2 separate regions of the Gossypium hirsutum genome follow, and region 2 is linked to region 1. Evidence: chromatin contacts called from public Hi-C data. All regions are on one chromosome and are shown on one strand. Each heading gives the region's core, a stretch centred on a gene start, on an enhancer-like site or on the middle of the called end of the contact. The rest is flanking DNA. Distances are from core to core; before and after follow the strand shown. Region 1 holds the start of LOC107894142 (protein FAR1-RELATED SEQUENCE 12). Region 2 holds the start of LOC107952053.

Evidence for each region. A called contact is a pair of places that touch in the nucleus more often than the background predicts.
Region 2: a Hi-C map of leaf shows a contact between it and region 1, with 2.6 times the contacts expected there. The contact joins the promoter of LOC107952053 here to the promoter of LOC107894142 in region 1. A contact is called at or near these places in 4 of 34 Hi-C or Micro-C datasets (callus, leaf and petal).

The regions. Positions count from the first base shown.
Region 1 is chrA02:27,846,451-27,850,896 of Gossypium_hirsutum_v2.1, forward strand. It overlaps LOC107894142 (protein FAR1-RELATED SEQUENCE 12), which reads left to right and starts at 1,807. Exons shown (of 4, transcript XM_016819364.2): 1 at 1,807-1,977; 2 at 2,891-3,435. The coding sequence starts at 1,923.
Region 2 is chrA02:28,086,277-28,090,722 of Gossypium_hirsutum_v2.1, forward strand. It overlaps LOC107952053, which reads left to right and starts at 1,750. Exons shown (of 6, transcript XR_005903601.1): 1 at 1,750-2,032; 2 at 4,439-4,446.

The DNA.
Region 1 (4,446 bases), core at 557-3,056:
TGCCTGTGTAACTCTCTGACTTGGGTCACACAGCCAAGCCACACTCCCGTGTTCCTATTTTTGTGTTCATGTAACTCTCTGACTTGGGTCACACGACCAAGCCACACTGTAGATTTAGGCTAATAAACTGTTATGCTATGTTTTCTACAATTGAATGTTATATTAAATATGTTTTTGTGTTAAGACCACATTGAGCTTCACAATTCATTCTTTAGTTTTCCATCATTCTAGATAACTCGTGAGGTTAGGGCTCGGACTTGGCATTTAGAGGACCGGCGTTGAATTTTACCAAAAATAACACAAAACATATTTATTTTTATTTCCAACTTATTTCATATTTTTGCATGGTTTTGTTTTGGTGCAAACGACTGTGGCATGGACTTGATTATTTTATTAGTTTAGACTTTATTATTTCATTATATCATTTAAATCGAGTAATGATAGATAATGTGTTTAATAATGATTAAGTAGTGTTTAAATTTTAAAATAATGAATAACACTTTAGAATTAAGTTATCAACCATATTATATATATTATAGAATAAAATGCTAATTTTTATCCCAACATAATTCGATTTTTATCCCAACATATTATATATATTATATAACGACTTCAAACCTAGCGATTTGATTTCTAAATCGGTTCCGAACTGAAATGATAATGTTTTGGTAAAAACTCATTAAAAGCAAACTATGATTTTTTGATTGACAGACAAGTTGGTTAAATAAAAATGATTTTTGATGAATACTGAAACTAAACGTTTTACTGAGTTATTTCAATGGTTGATGTATCTTTCATGATGTGGCCAATGTAATCTTTCATGATTTGATCATAACGTCTAAGTCGAGTTGGAGAGGCTACAATTAAATCAATATATTATGTAAAAGTTGAGAGCTAAACTTGTTATTATACCGATTTTTTTAACTACCATGTCAGCTTATCGTTTGTGATTTTAATGTGAATGATCAGAATGGCCAAACTACATAATGTGGGTGCTTAAATTGCAAAATTTTTATTTTGGGTGCCCAAAATGAAAATTTTTTATTGTTAAATGACCGTTTGTGTAGTTTGCGCTTTATAAAAATATAAAATGTCAAAAACACCTACATAATTATATAACTTTGCAAATAAATTTTTTTTGATAATTCCCTAATTGAATTGGGGTCCAATGATTGACACCAACTCGATAAAAGGGCTTTATAAATAGCAAGTATAAATACAATTAATCGAGATAATAAAATATGTATAATATTAAAATATAAATATTATGATAGAATAAAATTTTGGTTTAGTAGTAAAATTTAATGTTTTATTAACTTAAATAATATTAATTCAAATTCAACCTCAGAATTTTTAATTACAGAACAATTTTTCATAATTATTTTGATGGAGTTGGTATTGATGGAATCACTTAAATAATAATATAAATATTTAAAAAATTATTTATAATAATTTATTTAACTTAAAATATTCATAAACTGTTTATCAAACTTTCCGTAAACCGCGAAAAAAGAAAACGGAATGGACTTTGGAGGTATAGGCTTGAGGCATAGTCTACTTAACAAACACGTGTCAACATTCAACTTGAGTATAAAAAATGTTTGACTTTGTATTTACTGAAACCAATCTACGCTTGCCACGTCACATTCTTTTGCGTCCCTATAATTCTCGACCCTGATCTCGCACCCCAAAAGTCTCGCCCCTTCTTTTCCTTTACCTAAATCCTAATCGATTGTCACAATTTCATCTCATTAAGGCTGAAATTTCTAGTAAGTTCTTTTTTTTGTTTAGTTTTAATTCTTAGTCAATTTAAGTTATATATTTCAGTAATTTGATTAGGTTTTTATTAATGTTCGATTCGGAGTCCCAATTGTTGAACATGCTCTTTTTTTTCGTTTGAATTATTAATTTACTCTGTTTGGATGCCGGGAAAATGCAAGTGGAAGCGAGAAACTTTAGAGTTTCAATTTTTATTAGGTTTTAATTTGTTTTGTTCGTTCTGGTATTTTTTTTTAAATTCCCCCCTTTTAAGAATGCAATATTTGCAAGTATAGCATTAGGGCCTTAGGTTGTAGAATTAATTGATGATATCAAGTAAATTTGTGATCAAAACCTGTTTGGGGGTAGGAAAATAAAGGAAATTTTTTTATATAAAAGAGGAAAAAAGAGCTGAATTATTCCAGAGTTAACTCCAATCAGGACTCGAGAAATAAACATTGTATTTTCTTTTTGTTCCTTTTTCTTTTTATTATTTCATTCTTAAGAAGTTTATAATTTACACTTAAGTATTAGAAACAAGAAATATGCTTCCTTTATGCCTTATCTATTTTGGCCTATGTTAATTGGTAGCCCACCCCCCCTCCCCCCCAACAACCACCACCAATAATAATAATAATAATAATAATAATAATAATAATATTAATAATAATAATTTCATATATTTGTAGGGTCTTTGTAAACTTCTGTCACCATACTGGAGTCTGTATATACATCGGACACGGTTTCTTCCTAGAAAAATTAAGAGTTGTAGCAACATGGTTCTTGGTTGTAAGACTCATTGTAGGTTCTATTCTGGAGCATTGTGTTAAGTAAATTTTATTTTTGTTTTCTATTCCTTTATTTTCATCGTGGATCCAATCTATGCTCTTGATGATTGGTTGGAATCTGGAAGCAAGAGAAGAAAAAAGTTTGAAACAACCACTAGTTATAATGTTATATTGCTTTGTAATATAAAGTTTGATCGGTAACTAGATGGTCTATTGGTAACTGTTAATTTCAATGTGCCAAGAACTTTTGGACCTCAATAGGAAATATAAAGTTTAACTTTGTATATTTGCATTCTTATCTTTTCATCTGCTAGCAATAATTAGAAAAAGGCTTGTTCTTGCAGTGGAGCTTGGGGTTCATGGTGATGTTAATGGTGACATGGTACTGAATTCCGTCCAAGCAGAGGCTAGTAGCATGGAAAATGAAAATGAAACAGGAGAAAATCCTGTTGAAGAAACGTTTCAACAGGAATTGAATGAAAAAGTGGAGCAAATTTCTCCAGGAAGGGATGACATCCCAGAGGGTATTCCGGCTGATGAGCCTTACGTGGGTCAGGAATTTGAATCTGAGGCAGCTGCACATGCTTTTTATAATGCGTATGCCACAAGGGTGGGATTCATCATTCGGGTAAGTAAACTTTCCCGTTCAAGGCGTGATGGATCTGCTATTGGTAGGGCACTTGTTTGCAACAAAGAAGGTTTTAGAATGCCTGACAAGCGAGAAAAAATTGTGAGGCAAAGGGCAGAGACGAGGGTTGGATGCAGGGCAATGATTTTGGTGAGGAAAGTAAGTTCCGGCAAATGGGTTGTCACGAAATTTGTTAAGGAGCACACTCACCCTCTGGCGCCCGGAAAAGGTCGTAGGGATTGCATTTATGATCAATATCCGGTGAGTTTTTATCCTCCTGTCATAATGTAACTACACTTTCTATTGAAGTTATACGCTATGCATGTTTGTGCGTTGTAAGTTATTATCATAAGCATCGGTACTTTTTTTTTGTTTTAGCATGGTTATCTTACTTCGAAATTAGAAATTATAAAAAAATAAAATAAAATTCCCACTAAATAATGCTTTTGCCAAAGGTATATGTTAACCATGATGGAAGCATCTTAAATAGCTGGCTATCAGAGGATTAATGGTGCTCCTAATATGAATTATGGTCAGATGCTGAGTGGTATTGGGCAGCATTAAGTGTAAGAAAAGATGGATGCATTGATATATTATTCAAGAAACAAACATGGCAAATGAAAGTTGATTCTAATTTGGCCGTTTAATAGTTAATAATATAAAGTTCAGAATGACTATTAATTAATTTCTATTAAATAAGACCAATTTGCTTATAGTTGCCTATATCTTTTACCATGCCTAGAATATATTGTTGTGATAATCAATGGATGATGATGTATGTGGCTTCGTCCATGTGTTTTAACTATTGAGGTAGAGTCCCAAATGCCACTACAAGAGCTTAATGAAATGAAACAAAAAGTTCGTTCTAGTTATTAATCTCCATTCTGCAACACATGGAGTCTTTTTGCACAAGTTCTTGAAATGCACTAGTCCTGCCAGATAACTCTGCATTTCCACTCGAGTTCAAAAAGGTCCCTTTGATGATAATTTTGTCCTTTTTCCATGGTAAATGATAGTGTAGGTTTCTTTGATAGCGTAGGCTTTGATTCTTTTTGTTAGTTGCCTTGTTTTGGGGCATCTTAAAATGGTAAAGGGATGGGTATTATGTGATGAAGGGAGTACAAGGCATTCAAAATACTAGCATGTTATATAAGAATTAAAATTATAAATTTCTGAATCATTTAGCAATTTATTAATGTATATGCCTGCCTGCCTTGCACTGTTGCCTTTAAAAAAACAACAGATGTTTTATTCTTGTGTGCTGTAGTACTT
Region 2 (4,446 bases), core at 500-2,999, 240 kb after region 1:
AAGATATAATACAATAATTTTAAGCATATTTAATAATAATAATATAATCATTTAATCATCCAAATATCATACATACTATAATTTAATAAAAAAATCTTTAGTTTAAAAGAAACCTTAAAGTAATAATATTTTTTATAAAATAATTTTACCAAAAATCAATCAACAAAGGAGAAAAACATATCATGTAATGATTTTATAAATTTCTTTGCATAATGATTACCCATAATGCGTAGGCCTTAAGTGAAGGTCGAAATAATAGTAGCTCTAGAAGGCAATAGACAACAACTTGAGTAGCAAATTTGAGTGACAGGTTATTACATTGGTTGTTGCTTGAAAGGGGTAAGGCTTGGTGAAAGGGAAAAAAATTGACTTATGGAAAAAAATAATTAAAAGAGAATCGTGCTAATAACGTTTTATAAAATAAAAAGACAGAAAGTAAAGAATAAAGAAAATAAGAGAGAAAAAGAAAGAGCGTATTTATTAATCAATGAAAATATTTACAAAGCTTCTCCAAACTTATCTTGATTTTGATGAACATCCACTTAATAAGATATTTATATATTCATAACACTATCAACCAACGAGTTGTTTTTTGGGCAAATCCTTGATACCAATGATTTTATTTTGAAACTTTATTTCCTTTTCATTTTCTATCAACTTTCTTCTAAATATAATATTTTATAATCCTTTAATTGATAAAAAAATTGACTAAATCAATGGAAAAAACTTTAAAAAAAACTTTACATTTATTATTGTTGTTAACAATATGATATTTCCTTCGAGGTACATAGAAATAATCCTCGAAGTTGGTCCTTAAAATTGAAATTAAAATTAAATCGAGAGTTAAAAATATTACTTTGAAAAATTCAATTGTTTAATAAATAATTATATAAAAAATTATTAAAATTTATTTTTAATAAAAAATTGAAAGAATTAATTGAATTTCCTTTTGTTACATTGGTAATGAATTTTTTTAAAAATTTTATAAGCTAAATACAAGATTATTAAGTTTTTATTTATTTTTATTTTTTTAATTTTGAAATCCACAATGAGCAATACGTATCACTGATGACCTGATTTAGTGTCAAATCATTTACTAAATTAATTAAAACTAAAATTATGCTACCCAGAGTGAAAAATAATTTTTTAAAATATTAAAATATTTATATAATTTTATTATATATTGTATTTTTAAAATTTATATGTTCTATTATTTTTAATGGCATTTAGTTAAATTCTAACACTAACTTCTTACAAATATAAACAAAAAGGGTTATGTATCGAATTGAATAATTTTAACCATAAATAAAACAATTAATAGATATGAAATACCTCTATTTTAAAAATTGAAAGCTTTAGTTAGGAAGTTTGAAAATCAAATTGATAGAATTTAAAAATTTTAAGGGTTAAATTTATTGAATTATTTAGAATTATAATTAGATTGATAGAATAAGTAAGTATTGAAGACTAAATGTGTTATTATACCAATTAGAAAAAGACTTTATGTAATCAATTTGATGGTAGGTGATCAAAATAAAAAAGAATTCAAACATTAGTATCTAAATTTAAAATTTTTAAAATTAGTTGATCAAAACAGGAATACAAATATAGTTGAGTGAAGTTTTCTATAGTTTACCCTATTTTCAATATATTTTTTATTTTATTAAATAATTTTTTTAAGTAATTTTCATGGACTGAATTTGTCATGGAGTTTCGAGTTCTCGTGAAATCATCTCACCTAATAACAACTAACTCCTGTAAGAACTAAATAGTGAAAAAAAATTGCAGCGATGTACTACCAAAGAAAAAAAAAATTGCTGCGATATGGTGTTATGATATATATGAGAGTACGAAATGAACAACAAACGATAACAGTAAAAATATCTTTTAGGACTTTTTAAAGACAATGTGGGACTTTTGTTGGAAGGATTCTTCCCTGTTCTTCTCCGTATCTGTTTTTCTTTTCTTCCTCTAACCATAATGTCTCCAAATCTCCTCATTTCCTCATCGATTCTTTCTTCTTTTACTTCAGGTATTTGTTTACTTTACCTTGTTTTTTTCTTTTACATATGCTGCCATTTTATTTCTTCTTAGTTGTGTCCTCTACCCCAACAAAACAACACTAATCTCTGCTCTTTCCTCAGATCTTCCCAATTTCTTGGTTTTTACTCCAAATGGAGATCTGGGTATCGTTTGTTTTTGTGGTTCAGCCTGTAAATTTGCTTCTTTTATTGTTAAAAATGGAAGGTTTTGATATTCTTATACTACAAAAGTTACAATCATTTGGTTTGTTTTTGAAAAACGTTAAAAATGTAATCGAAATCTTATAATTTGGACTCTAGGTAGAAAAGAGAAGTTCCTTTAGGTGAGCTCATTAAGCTTGTAATATAAGTTTCCTTCTTAGATCTGCTCCATTTGATCAATTCTTGGTGAACAATTAGAATAGGTATCCGTTGCTTCTTTGATTTGGACTGCAAAATTGGTTCTCCAGATTTTAAGTGAATGTAGCAGGAATGTCTTCTTTATTGTATGATGCCTTTCTTAGAGAGTTGTGAAAGTCTACATCTTTTAGTCAGTAGGAATTCCATTTTGGGCTGTGTTCTTTTTTCAGAAAATACTGTAAAAAGAATAACTTTCTAATATTGGATAAGAATTCTCATAATTTTGGAGCTCTTTATGGCCGGTTATTGGATCTTGTCCCCTTTCCTTGATTTTGTTTGAATGTTGATTTGGGTGATTGATTTTGATTCTTTATGTTGTTGATGACTGGAATGGTACTTGGTACATACTTTTATGGAAATTTGAAATGGTGATTCTCTATCAAAATATGAGTACTTTGACTTAATTGATCCTGTTAATTCCGAAGAAACTGTGCAATAGGGGGATAAAGACGGCCTTCCTTTAGCATTTTTCTCACAGCTTTGGATTCTTATTCTCCTCCATGCCTTCAGATCCTTTTCTTTCTATTGTCTTCCGTACAAAATCAAGATGTGTTTATATTTACCCGGGTTTGAATGTGGTTGTTAGATAGATGTCTGGTTCGTGAACTTGTTTTCCTCTCTCACTGTCTGAATTTACAAGCATGCATATCTATATATTGAATGCCATATGCTTTCTGAGTTACAAGGAATACATTCCTATTGGCTAAGACTCCACTAAATTATGTCTAATAAGAATTTAACAATGGAAGTATGTTTGTATTGCTTTGCTTTCATTGTTTTAGTGAGTAGGGATAATTTTACCTTTTTACTTGATTTAATTAAAGCTATGACATTTATTTCCTTTCCTTTCATGAGTTTCACAACTTTCTAGTGGTTATCTTTTCTTGAATACCTTCAGCTTTTATCTTGAGATTTAATATTTTCTTGTCCTTCTGCCAGATTTTTTAAACCATGTTAGCCAAAGGGGTAGGGGCTTCAAGCCTTGGTTCTTTGTTTGGTTGTAGGTTACATTTTGAAGCCCTTTCTGTCCTGATCACTAATATTTTCGAGTCATAAGCTTTCTGGGATTCATTGAGTTAAGCAGTTCTTTATCCAGTTTGTGTAGCTGTGCTGAAATGTGAAGTCAGCCCGTCTAATTCAAGATTTGGAGTTGGTCCCTGTTTTGGATTCTTTGTTCAAGGACATGTTTCTGTTGTGCTTTACTTGCTTGGTTTGATAAATAAATTTGTGTTGCCTTTGTGACGATTATACTGTAATGCAATAATCTCAAGTAAATTAAATCTAACAAGCTGTTGAGGGACATCGTAGAACCTTTGGATTTTATAGCGTCAAATGAGTGATCTTAATTTCTATTTCTGTGTGTTGATATTTAGCAAGCAATGGTATATCTAAAAAGCTGTAATAATGGAAGTGTTATTGGTTAATTGCTATGAACTGGAATTTTCTTGGAGTTAGTTTTCTTTTTTACAATAAGACTCTGTTTATGTGATTCTTCCTTGTCAAACTCTTGTCAAAGATTCTAGCTTTCAAGTCTTATCCTATATTTGGCAAAAGAAGTCCTATCCTTAAGAGAAAGTGGTGTAATCATTTTGATGTTTGTTGTAATTTGTCTAATCTTCTTTGAGATCCTGCTAATTGAATTTGCATGTTTCTGCCATTGAATGCTTTGATCATCCTCCAGATTTTCATATTATTATTGTGTTTCGCCCTTATACAAGATCCTATCTGTTTAGCTAAAAATCTTCCTGCACTAGCACAAATGAAAATCTTAGATAAAATCTAGTTATGAAACCCTGATGCTGCTTTCATATATGTTCAAGGAATTTTGCTTGAATAATAATGTTTTATCATGCATGATATTCATCTATGCTCTCCTTTCTACTGCGATACATGTTTTGTGTTGTTTGCCTCATTCGTGTCAATCAGCTAGTCACCTTTTGATACCTATGTGACAAATCCCATATGGACCAACCCCTTTCTGCTTTCTGTGTTTCCAGGGTGGCTT